2 separate regions of the Mus musculus genome follow, and region 1 is linked to region 2. A link is a contact called in public HiChIP or PLAC-seq data. All regions are on one chromosome and are shown on one strand. The core of a region is the stretch at or near the end of the contact, and the rest is flanking DNA. Distances in the headings are between cores, read along the strand shown. Region 1 overlaps Stat5b (signal transducer and activator of transcription 5B). Region 2 holds the start of Ezh1 (enhancer of zeste 1 polycomb repressive complex 2 subunit).

Region 1 (6,628 bases), core at 560-3,059, 400 kb before region 2:
TCAAGTACAACTGGAGGAAGCCAGAGGAGAGTTTGGTGCATCTTCATCTTTCTGAACCAATCAGAAGTCAGCTAAAGGCTTGGAGTTGTGAAGGTAAACAAAAGGAGGACCATCCCGTGAGAGGGCAGCTCTCTGGTGAGGTTAATACTTCGGTCTCAGACAGCTCCTGGGTCAAAATGGGCAGTGAGGTGTGTTCGGATGCCTGTCAGCTGCACTGCTATTCATCGCCAACACTAATCCCAGGTCATGCTCAGCTCTGGCTTTCATAAAGGGACAGTCACTCACACCAATGACAAAACAACCCACCAACTATCCCAGGGGGCAGGATAGGACTGGCTGGTTTAGGGGGCTGAAGCTGGGCATCCACCTGGGAAACTGTTCATACAATAGCAATAATTTAACTTCCATTTATCTAAAGCTGGGGCACCTGAAACCAAAGAGAAGGAGTAAGTTCCTGTGCTGCTAAATACTGATGGTAGAAGTAACTTTGTTGCTATCTCCGTGTGCTTTAAATATGAGTGTCAAGAATCCTCAGAGTTTACCATGCCATGCTATAAAGAAGCAGATAATGGAAGACAACTTCTGGATTGTCCCTTATGCATGACATGGCAAAACGGGGAACTGAGAGCGAGGACATCTGACAATATCAAGCTCCTAAGAAAGATGTCCCCTGTACTCTTTCACGCCTCAGTGGGAAACGGGACCTCGACAGTGCTGTGTCTTTCATCATTTTGAGCACCTCATTTTGAACAGACAGACTGCACCACCACTCTAGAGTTCCAGCTTACCCCTCACTCCGCTCGGTACATGGTAGGTATTTGGTAATTGAGTATTACATATCATTTCAGCGGATCTCCATGTCACAAAGGGAACCAAGTTGAGAGGAATAGCCAGCAGGCCAATTATTTTCTTCAATGTGTTATTTTTAACACATTATTTGTATCCTTATTAGAGGAGTAATGGGAGTGAATCACATTTTATAGAAACTCTGACGGAGGTTTTGACTCATCGTTAGCGTTAATCAATAGATGAACCATCCATAAACATCGTGACAAGTTTGGAAAATAGAGCTAACACCTCACGGCCGTGACTCCAGAGGAAAAGAATGACATGGGTTGCGAGAACGCTGAGCTGAGCTTGAAGCCTCAAGAAAATTCCCTTCATCTCCAAGCAAACGAAACCGGTTCCTTTAATGACACTGTGAGAAAGAAGCTGAGCATAAATGGTAGGCACGGCATTCGCCAACAGCAACAGCACACTCCTCGGTCACCATGCTTGCCACTAAATGCCACCCAGAGAGATTTATTACTATGCCAAAACAACATGACGAGGTCTGACATCCCCAGTGCAGATGAAGGTTTGGAGGATGACTCAGGGCTCACAGTGACACCTGTCACACACAGAACCCATGTAATCATCCCCCCCACCCCCTGAGAGTTCGCCATCTCAGCACACCATGCCAACTTTAGATATTTCAGTAGGAGCAGCCACCTTTGACTACAGACGCCTTTTAGATTCGAGATGTATTTCCATCGAGTATGGTATACTTAGCTATAGATGTCCCCTGTCCCTGCCAAAAATGACAAGCTGCTTGCTTAAAAGCTGTCACTAATTAGCTACTGCTGTAAAGAACACCAGAGGAGGTGCCAATAAAAGCATATTGAACAGAAAAAAAAGGCCCTATAACAAGGAGTGGGGGAACAGAACCTATTTGTGGCTGGTAAACTTTATACACACATGCAATCTAAATCTGGGAGAAGTGGGGGTGGGGCGGTAACGGCTATAGATGCCAGTTCCTCTTTAAACAGGAAGGGTGGGAGGATGCTCCCAGGGTACCAGTGCCACTGAGCTCCTCAATGCGATTTTTCACTGTTCCAGGATGACCCGAGTACGGTTAAGCGTTCACCGTCGGGTGCTCGCTCTATCTCTGGTACCTTAGCAGCTGTGTTTGAAAACACCATAAAAATGGACCTCTAAAGGCACATCCCATTGGCTTCAGTCGAGACATTTATGGCTCTGGATTGAACTGTTGGCCTTAATGTTTTACAGGCTGAGAAACAGGGCCAAGGCAGGCAATATGGGTCTACCTGATGTAAATGAACGGAGGACAAAGGGAAGAAAGCACCCCAGCACAGCTTATGTTCAGAGCTCTGGTTGAGACTGCAGAGCCTGGGGCTGAGCAGATGGCTCAGTGGTTTAGAGCACTTGTTGCTCTTGCAGAGGACCTGGCTTCAATTCTCAGCACCCACATAATAGATTGCAACTGTCTTAACTCCAGTTCTGGGGATCCCATGCCCTCTTCTGACCAGGCACACATACACACCTGCAGGCAAAAACCATTTAGACACACATAATTAAATAAATCTAGTCCACAGTCAGAGACTGAAGAGACAGCTTCCTTCTGAACATGCACAGGGACCTGAGTTTGATTCCCAGCACCCACACAAAAAGCCATGCTTAGAATGCCAGCCATGGGGACTGGGATTTAAGACAGGTGGCTCCCCGAGGCTTTCTGGCCAGTAAGAGACCCTGTCTAGATAAACAATTTGGGAGCTTGCCCAATGGTTAGTGTTGGCCACACAATAGAGAGGACTCACGTCCATATCCCCAGAGCCCGCATACATGTCCAGATGCATAGGGGCCATCTGTAATTCTAGCCTTGGGAGATGGAGATAACCCAGGGCAAACTAGCCAGAAAGACTAGCAGCATCTTCAAACTCTGGGTTTAGTGAGAGATCCTGTCTCAAGGATTAAGGTGGAAGAACAATCAAGGATGGTACTTGACAATTACCTCCTGTCTTTACATATACATACACACGCACACATATGTACATATATGTACACACACACACAGGAACACAGAATAAGGAAAAGAAGGTGGACAACTCCTGAAAAAACCTGAGATTGATCATCTATGCCTTCCACACAGGCGCACACACACATGCACTTGTACACACACACACACACACACACACACACACACACACAGAGTTCAGAACCAGAAGCTGAGATGTAGCTCAGTGGTAGGAGAGCGCAGGACCCTGGGCTCCATCCCAAGCACCAAAGAAAACAAGATTCTATTTGAAAGTCAGGGTTCCATGTTGCACAGGGTGGCTTTGAACTTGCTATGTCGTGAAGGCTGATCTTGAACTCCTGATCCTCCCCTACCTCCATCCCCGAGTGCACTTAGCACACAGGTAACTTTTCAAATCATTCTCCAAGACTATCTCCTCCCCTCCTTGGTGTAGCTCTAAGAACGTTACAGACATCCCAGCCTTCACTTTCACACTCTGGACTCTGTGCATCGCTCCTTTAAAGTGGACTAATAAAGGGCTGGGACTGGCGCAGAGGATCTGGATGCTTTTGTACCAACCACGCCAAAAACTTAGAATGAACAAGAAGGGAAAAGAGAAAGAGAGACGAGAGAGGAGGGGAGGGGTAGTGAAGGGGGAGGGGAGAGAAGAAAGAAAATGTAGTGAGAATGGGGGTGCAGAGAAACAACCAGCAAAGCCTCGACTTCAGGCCTAACCGTGACTTCACAGTGGGGCCGCCATCAAAGCCTCTTCTGTCACAGAGGCCCCTTGTGTGCAGAATGCTAAATATCTGTATAAGCAATTACATCAATGTACCAGTAATTTTCAAGCCCATAATCAAGTTTAAAGAAGAACAATTTGTTTTATGAAACATGGAGAAAGGCTAATCTTCAATATTACTGTTGGTGCAGGCTTTATCAGCAAGACTTGGAGGAGATAAGCCAGCAGACATCCTGATTAGGCATCACAGCTTCAAAGGTTTAATACCCCCCTAGTGGTATGCCTGCCACAAACTGTAGCATTAACTTGTCTCTGGATCCTTACTGTGCATGCATCTCTGCCGAGGCCCGGGCACAAAGCAGGAACAAGATTACAAGGGAGGAGAGGGCTGCCAGATCTCCGAGGAGGGAGGAAGAGAGAGGCTGGCAGGGACGCAGGGACAATTACTGCGTGAGTCCACTTACGTGAGGTACACGGAAGAGTCCAGATCATGCACACAGGAGGGAGACGGGTGGTGGCTGGGGTGAGGGGCAAAGGGAGAGTTATTCTTTAACGAACAATTTTTGTTTTGGATGACAGAGATTGCACAACGTGTGTGTCCTTAGTGCCACTGAACTGTACACTTGAAAATGGTTGAAGTCAGGGCTGGAGATGTAGAAGCTTGGTGACAGCCAGCCTGGCATCTGTGAGGCCTTGGGTTTCATACTCAGTACAGAGCACAGACTCCCTGTGCTTGCCAAAAACAAAGTATTTAATAGCATGTTTCACTATGTGGTGTTGCAGTTTTTAAAACAAGGGAACAGTTTTATCTAGCAGACACTCCTCCCATCTTTAACACTGAAATCCAAAGGAAGCCAAGTGCTTTCCTGTCTCTTAAGTTTCTAGACAAGGGCATGTCTCCCTGAGGGTTGATGCTCTCTGGCTATACCAGCCAAGCTGAGGCTGAAGGGGATCAATGGAATCCAGGTGTTCCACTGTCAATCAATGGCGATATTCAGAGATGAATGTCTGCTTGCCATTAATAGACAGAACTGGAGCAAACCTCTTATAAAAGCACAACACATTTACTGGGCTCCCATTACCTGGCAGGCTCGGTTACAGAGATCCCAACACACAGTGATGACCACAGCAGACATACATTCCCCAAACTTGGACTCTAGTATCTTATATGAAATGCTCGGAAGTTGTGTATCCAAACCAGGGTTTGAAAAAGAGTTCTGAAACTCTTGTCAAAAAATAATCCCGTCAACAGGGATTACTGACTTTGGGGAGGCTGCAAACGTGTGCAAGCGATTTCTGATCAAGTCAGGACATCTGTCCACCGCTGGCAAAAGCCGATCAACTTTATGTGCCAAACAAGTCGGGGTCAGGCAGGGACAGCAGCACGGCGTAGAACCAGTCCAGCTCTTCTCAGCGGTGCAGTTTTACTTGCGGGGAAACTTGACAAAGCCAAGCCAAATCCTCTTTCAAAGAGGATCTGCAGATTAATCTCTGCCAAGCACGGAGTAAAATTCCATAAGACTCAAGGACCCACACACAGAGGGGGCAGGACAGGAGGCAGGTGGGCTCTTCTTCCCAGGGGATAAAATGTAGATCAATCCCTACTGACACAACAAATGTAACAGGTAACAAAAATGCAAAAATGCATATAATAAAAAATGAGTGAAACATTTAAAAATGACCGCTTGTTTCTTAATCCAGCATTGTTGCAGAATCAACATAATAAACTTTAAAGCAAAAAAAAAAAAGTGTAGGCTCTTAAATTTTCACCTTTAAGGAAATGATTTGAGATTCTAAATTATGTCCTGATTATATATTTGGGAGGTGTTTTCCCCATTTAGGAAAATAATCCCTCATTATTATTTTGTTACGTTGTAGGGAGGGCACGTGCCAATGTCCATGTTCCCATGGGGAGGTTGGGTGACAGCCTGAGGAAGACATTTGTCCTTTGTCCTTTTTTACCATGCAGGTTCTGGCGATTGGACTCAGGGTGACAAGGTTGGGAGCAGGAGCTTCACCAGCTGGGTCATCTCTCCAGCCCCACCCCTCATTTTATATGGAGGAATAAATGATGCTTACTAAATGGCATCAAGAGATTTTCAACATTACAATGAACTGACTTCGGCACTGCACTAAAATAAGCAGCAGCTTAAAGTTCACTCTGCAGTAAAAACTGATGAGTGCTTGATTTGACATTTTAATGACTGACAAATTTGGCTTAGGTATGAGGCCACATTCAAAGTGACACAGACGTTCTATCCATTTCTTCAGAGGATTCTTTTAGTACCAAGCATCTCAAAAGATTGTTAGGATCAACAAAGTAGGTCCAAATTAGGGACACCATGCCTATAACCCCAGGACTTGGGAGGCAGAGGCAGGGCAATCATAAAAGCTCCCAGGTTCAAGGTGAACTTGCACGCTGAGACCCCTATCTCTAAAGCAAAACAACAAAAAAAAAGATGTTCCAAAGAGAAGGTTGGCTGAGGGATGGAGAAGGCAGGGCTTAGCACCACCTGCATGCCTGTGGCTCTGCAGTGGGCCCTGAAGCTCTGGTCAGGTCTTCATACTTGCTTGGAGACAGCAGCTCTCTTAGAGCCTGGCTGAAAATCACAACCTTCCCCATAGTAGCTCCCCAAACTAAATCAACTAAGGGGAAAAAAAAATCTCTGGAGAGAAGCAATTCTTCACTTGAAACTAGATCTCAAGTTTCAAACACCGACTTCTATAGCATTATTATTTCCATGACTATGTATGCTCATGATGTGTGTGAGAGGGCATGCAGCACACATGTGGAGCTCAGAGGACAACTTTGTGGGAGTTGGTTCTCTCGGGGGATGAAGCTCAGGCCTGCACGCTCCATCAGCAAGTGCCTCTTACCTGCTGAGTTATCTCGCCAGCCCTTGGGCATCATCAGCTTTAGGTGCCTTGTGAACGGAGTCCGAGTTCAAAACATCAGCACGGTTTTGTTTTTCTCAGCAAACTCAGTTTCACAAAGACAAGCAAGAAAGCAAACCAAAACAACGTACGCATACACATCCTGTAACCAAACAAAAATAGCAAACCTCCCAGCTGCCTAACAGTCATTTGATAACTCG
Region 2 (5,732 bases), core at 68-2,567:
ATTTTCAATGTCCTCCCTGTACATATCCAATTCTTTGTGATCCTTGGCTCTGTTTCCCAAGGCATAGGTTCCATACTTTGGCTAATCAGTTTACCCACACCTCCAACACTAACCTCCATCTAATCTATTTCCATTCTCTTCCTTGTGCCCCACCACCTACATCATCTCAGTGGTCACTTTGACCAAAGTAAGCTCGTCCCACATGGTGAAAAGCCTGCTCAGCGGTTAAGAACACTTGTTGCTCTTGCAAACAACAAGGACTGGCTCAGTTCCCTGCTCCCACATGGTGGTATGTAAGCATCCTTAACTCTAGTACCAAGGGATTCGATGTCCCTGGAACCATCCATACATAGAGTGCACACACATTAAAAACAAACAAACAAACAACAACAACAACAACAAAAACCCAAACAACTAAATCTTAACAATTCTCGCCAGGCGTGGTGGTGCACTCCTTTAATCCCAGCACTGGGAGTCAGAGGCAGGCGGATTTCTGAGTTCGAGGCCAGCCTGGTCTACAGAGTGAGTTCCAGGACAGTCAGGCTACACAGAGAAACCCTGTCTCGAAACACGCCCCCAAAAAAAATTCTCTTAAAGCTTTGTCTCACATCTACTTCCTGACAAGTTATGTCCCAAATATAGCACCTTCCCTTTTACTTCGGGATGCGTTCATTTACATATCGTTTCTGGGAATTCTGGGGACGGGAGAGACAGTCACAGTTTGAAGACAAATCCTCACTCAAACCCGGAACTAAAGTGAGGCGAGTTAGACCAGCGACAAGGTCCGGGAGCAAAATGTTGAGGAGGTGCCGCGCGACCCCGGGAATCTCGACCCTGACACTTGGGCGTCTTAAGAACCTCTCACACTTGGCGGGCATCTCGGCCTGGCCACCCCTTCCTCAACATCACTCAAAGCCTCTGCGAGCCCGAGCCACCCGGGCCTCTGGCCCTCCCGCTTACAAGAGTCAGGGTCCCCTGGCAGACGCCAAGGCCCACCCACGTTGGCACGGGCCACCAGCCGGGTCCGCCCCCGCCGCGCCCCCTCCGCCACGCGGCCCCCCGCAGCTCGCACGCGCTGTCGCCCCGGGTCCCACCACACTCGGGACGACAGGCTTCGCGCTACCCCGGGTCAGGCAATGGTGTGGCCCTCAGTTTCCTCATTTCTTCGCCTCCCCAGCCCTGAGGTTCAAGCGTCACGCCAAGCCCAGGCCCGGCCCCACCGCCCAGCCCCGTCTTGTTTACTCACTCACCCTCCATCCTGAGACGCAGCCACCCGCCACTAGGACGCCTGCGCGCTACGGCCACGCCCCTGCGCCGCGGCCACGCCCCGCGCCTCCCCTCCGTGCGCGTGCGCACTCTGAGGGTGGATCACCTGGGCTGCGGTCTTCGCAGGTGTGTGTTTTCGCTAAGGTGATGTAGCTCTAGTCCGACACTTTCCTAGGTGGCGCTGTCAGAGAAAAGTCATCCTGGAGCCACAGATCTCTTCTTGAAGACTTTATTCAGCAGCGCACCATTGCCAACCGTGTTTAGACAACTTACAAGTCAAATTTTGGAAGACAGCCTGCCTCTGCCTCCCAAGTGCTGGGATCAAAGGTGTGCGCCACCACGCCCGGCTTGAGAATATTGTTTTAATATTTATTTATTTATTTATTATATGTAAGTACACTGTAGCTGTCTTCAGACACCCCAGAAGAGGGCATCAGATATCATTACGGATGGTTGTGAGCCATCATGTGGTTGCTGGGATTTGAACTCACGACCTTCAGAAAAGCAGTCGGCGCTCTTAACCGCTGAGCCATCTCTCCAGCCCTCGAGAATATTTTTTAAACCTCTCCACAAGATACTTAATATTACAAAAAGGGAATAGTAACTATAGAGGCAAGAAATATCCATCATCAGAAACGAACAGGTTCTTTTTTTCAAAATATTTTATTATTTATTTATTTGCGTATGTGTGTTTTAATACATGCTATGGTGGTTTTTGGTTTTGGTTTTTTGTTTTTTTGGGGGGGGTGGTTTTTCGTTTTCGTTTTGTTTTTGTTTTTTTCGAGACAGGGTTTCTCTGTGTAGCACTGGCTGTCCTGGAACTCATTTTGTAGACCAGGCTGGCCTCAAACTCGGAAATCTGCCTGCCTCTGCCTCCCAAGTGCTGGGATTAAAGGCATGCACCACCACTCCCCGGACTTTTAGTTATTTTTTAACGATGCATTTGTTTGTTTTAGTGTGTGTGTGTGTGTGTGTGTGTGTGTGTGTGTGTGTGCCTGGGTGTATGTATCTGTACCATGTGTTTGTGGGCATACTTGGAGGCCAAAAGAGGCCATCAGATCCCCTGGGACTGGAGTTGCTAACCGTAGTGAGGTACCATGTAGGTGCTGAAGATCAAATCTTGGTCCTTTTTAAAGTCGCCTTTGTTCTTATCCACTGTACCATCTCTCCAGCCTCCACTATTCTTTTCCTTTTATCAAAAACTTTGGAGGTAGGTATAGTGGTGGCACACATCTTTAATCCCAGCACTTTGGAGGCAGAGGCAGAGGCAGGTGTCTGCAGAAAAGGGACTGAGGTGCATATTTTACATATCAAAGTGGACCTGGCCTCCAAGTTCTCCCAGCAACCCTTCAGTTCCTACCTGGCATACCCTGCCCCCAACCCTGAACTTTCCAGCCCAGGGGCTGGGCTGCTGTTTCTCCAGAGAGGTTCTTCCCTGTATAATCCAGACATTTCTCATGCTGGCGCTATCCGGCTCTGCTCGCGCGCTCAATCTCTCTCTCTCTCTCTCTCTCTCTCTCTCTCTCTCTCTCTCTCCTCCCTCCCTTTCTCTTTTCCTTTCTCTCTTTCCCTCTTCCTCCCTAGCCCCACTTCCCCATGGCAACTCCCCTAGCCACAATCCTTGAGGGCAGAGAGCAGCTTCCTAACAAAACTGCCTTTAATTAATATAATCTGGCTTGAATTGGCTCATTTCACCGGCAGCAGAGAAATAACCTATCAATAGGTAGGTAGATTTTTATGAGTTCGAGGCCAGCCTGGTCTACAGTTAGTTCCAGGACAGCCAGAGCTACATAATGAAACTCTGTCTCAATAAATGAATACAGAAAGGAAGGAGGGATGGGAGGAAGGGAGGGAGGGAAGGACAGAAGAAAGAAAAGAAAAAGAGAGAGAGGAAAACCAACCTTTGGGTTTCTAGGCCAATGAGCTGGCTCAAAGTAAAGGTGCTTTCTGTGCAAGCCTGGTGACCTGGTGACCTAGGCTTAATCCCCACAATCTACACAAAAGTGAAAGGAGAAAAGCAACTCTACAAAGTTAATCCTGGGACCTCAAAAGTGGCCATGGCACTCCCACCCACCCACGCACACCCACTGCTGCTGCTGCTGCTAGTAGTAGTAATAATAATGATAATAATAAATTTAAGCCGGACGTGGTGGCACATTCCTTTAATCCCAACATTTGGGAGGCAGAGGCAGGTGTATTTCTGAGTTCGAGGCCAGCCTGGTCTACAAAGTGAGTTCCAGGACAGCCAGGGCTACACAGAGAAACCCTGTCTCAAAAAACCAAAAAAAAAAAATAATAATAATAATAATAATAATAATAATAATAAGTTTAAAAGCAAAAAAGCCATTTTATTGTTTTCCTCTTGTATCTATTTGTCCAATAACCAATTAACTTAAGTATTCCTTTATGCTGTTTTGGGTCTTTTTTCTTCTCTGTAACCTTGGCTGTCCTGGAGCTCACTCTGTAGACCAGACTAGCCTCAAATTCAGAGATCTGCCTTCCTCTTGCCTTCCAAGTACTGAGATTAAAGGTATGTGCCACCATTGCTCGGCATTCCCTTATAATGTTTAATCAATCTAAGGGACAGCCTGGGCTTTCGGCGTTGTAAAAACATTTGAAGTAATTATAGAATGTAGCCAAGTTTGAGACCCACTGCATTGCATTTATAATTAGTGAAGTGTTGCCAGAGACAGAATCTCTGAAGTGATAGAAATAAGATTGAGCCAAAGGTGCAAGAACACAGGCAGAGGTTTCCTGGATTTCAGTTCAGGAGCAGAAAGGTCTCAGCACTGACCAAAGAGATCAGACATTTTCCCCAACAAAGAGGAATAAGCTTCTATTGATTCACTGGGGTGGGCTAAAGGGCCAGCCTCACCTTGCCTGGAGAAGGTCAGGTGCTTGACCGGATACAACTGCGACAAAAACATGAGACTGAGGTCAAAGAAATCACACACCAAGCTTTTAACAGGGAGAATGCTGAGCTAGGGGCCCTAGCTTCTTTGCCTTCTATCCTCTTGTGGCAATACCTGACTTTCTCAAAATAATGTGTGTTATCTACAGAGAGGTTGAGAAGATCTGAATATCCGAGAGACATAGTGAGAGATTTGGGAACCACCAACAGGCTGATAACTGAAGCCAAGGGAGGGGACCCGGCCTTGGGAGGTGTGCCAAGTAACAGCGGGAGATGCAAAAAGAAAGACATTTGAGCTAGCAGAGGCAGCACGGCTACAGGGATGTTTCTGAAGTGGCAAGAAAGGGGGTTGAAACGATTCCTGGGGCTATGGAGGATGAGAGTTGGGGAGCTCACCAGAGTCCCACCTCGTCATTCATCCTAGCAGTCTTCCTCTTTCACCCCCAATCTTACCCCTCTGTTCCTCACAATAATTGGCATGGCACTAACCACAAGGTTAAGTAAGCCTCGTCAGTGAAGGTCTATCCTTGTCATTATCCTCCAGAAGAAGGTTTATGGGGCGAAATGTTGCTTGCCAGTGTGTTCCTTCTTCTTGGGCTGGGCTAGGTATCCTCCCGCACCCCAACCCCCCAGATCAGGCACTTTCTCAGCTGACAATGTTCTTCCAGATACCATCAGCCAGCCTTTGTTTGGCCAGCTCTTCTAAATCTCTCTCTCTCTTTTTTTTTTCTTTTGCAACCCTTTAGGTCTTTGTTGGGTGTGGGCTGGTTACAATGACATCTGCTGACCAGTGGTCAGCAGCTGGACCTTTGAAAAGCCAGCATCTCAGCCTCCTCTCTTGGCCCCACCCCCAGCCACCCTCTCCTCTCTGTCCCACTCCCAGGAAGCTGCAGAGAGAAAGGAATAGCTGTGCCTGCTTCTGGCTTCTCACTCTGCATCTTGCTCTTAAATTGGAGGCCTCTGGGGCCAGGAGAAACTGGACACAGTGTGCCGAGCACTCTAATAGGACTGGTTCTTTTTTTTTTTTTTTCTGAAAGTTCCCCTATTGCGGAAAAATAAAATTATGTGTTTAATTTCTGAAACCCAATGCCTCATTTGCCTTGGCAGCCATTCTGCCTGGCTTGGCTGAGAGTCTGGCAACACAAGTAGACTGATTAATACCAGCTCAACTTGCTCCCTGGAGGAAAGTGTTATTTACTTGACTATTTTCTTAAATCCTCTTTAATTGACTTGTATTTCAATATAATCATATTGGTTTTAACATGTTCTGTCTCTGACTACCGGCCCCAATGAGGCCCAGAAGAGCTCCCCACTCTGTACGCCTTCATTCCCTTCACAAAGCAAGATTTTGTTCAACCCAGTGATTAGAAATGGAAGATCACGTGCTCTACTCCTCCTGGGATGGGCAAATTCTAAGTGAACTTTCATCCCGTTAGTCCTGGATCCCTGGTAAAAAGGGAAAGAGATGAGGCTTCTCAGAAGGTCAACAGGGCTTTCCATATTCTCCTTTCCTCCCTTCCGATCTGAGATCCCTTCAGATAGCAACACCACCCCT

Evidence for each region. HiChIP or PLAC-seq counts read pairs in DNA pulled down with a chosen protein or histone mark.
Region 1: an H3K27ac HiChIP or PLAC-seq map of microglia shows a contact between it and region 2, with 7 times the contacts expected there. The contact joins the enhancer-like site here to the promoter of Ezh1 in region 2. A contact is called at or near these places in 2 of 39 promoter capture datasets (HPC-7-derived erythroid cells and neutrophils), 3 of 115 datasets of contacts at active chromatin or transcription factors (memory CD8 T cells, microglia and pancreatic cancer cells) and 1 of 9 other capture datasets (adipose tissue).

Annotation. Positions count from the first base shown.
Region 1 is chr11:100,824,997-100,831,624 of GRCm38.p6, forward strand. All of the region lies in intron 1 of Stat5b (signal transducer and activator of transcription 5B), which reads right to left. Among named protein-coding and RNA genes, the nearest start is that of Stat5b, 22 kb to the right of the region's middle. Within about 2 kb of position 1,810, at least 56 of the 459 cell types and tissues checked have an H3K27ac peak or open chromatin away from gene starts, as enhancers often do. A contact at or near this core is called in adipose tissue, microglia and neutrophils, where this site is marked.
Region 2 is chr11:101,225,146-101,230,877 of GRCm38.p6, forward strand. It overlaps Ezh1 (enhancer of zeste 1 polycomb repressive complex 2 subunit), which reads right to left and starts at 1,318. Exons shown (of 21, transcript NM_007970.3): 1 at 1,251-1,318.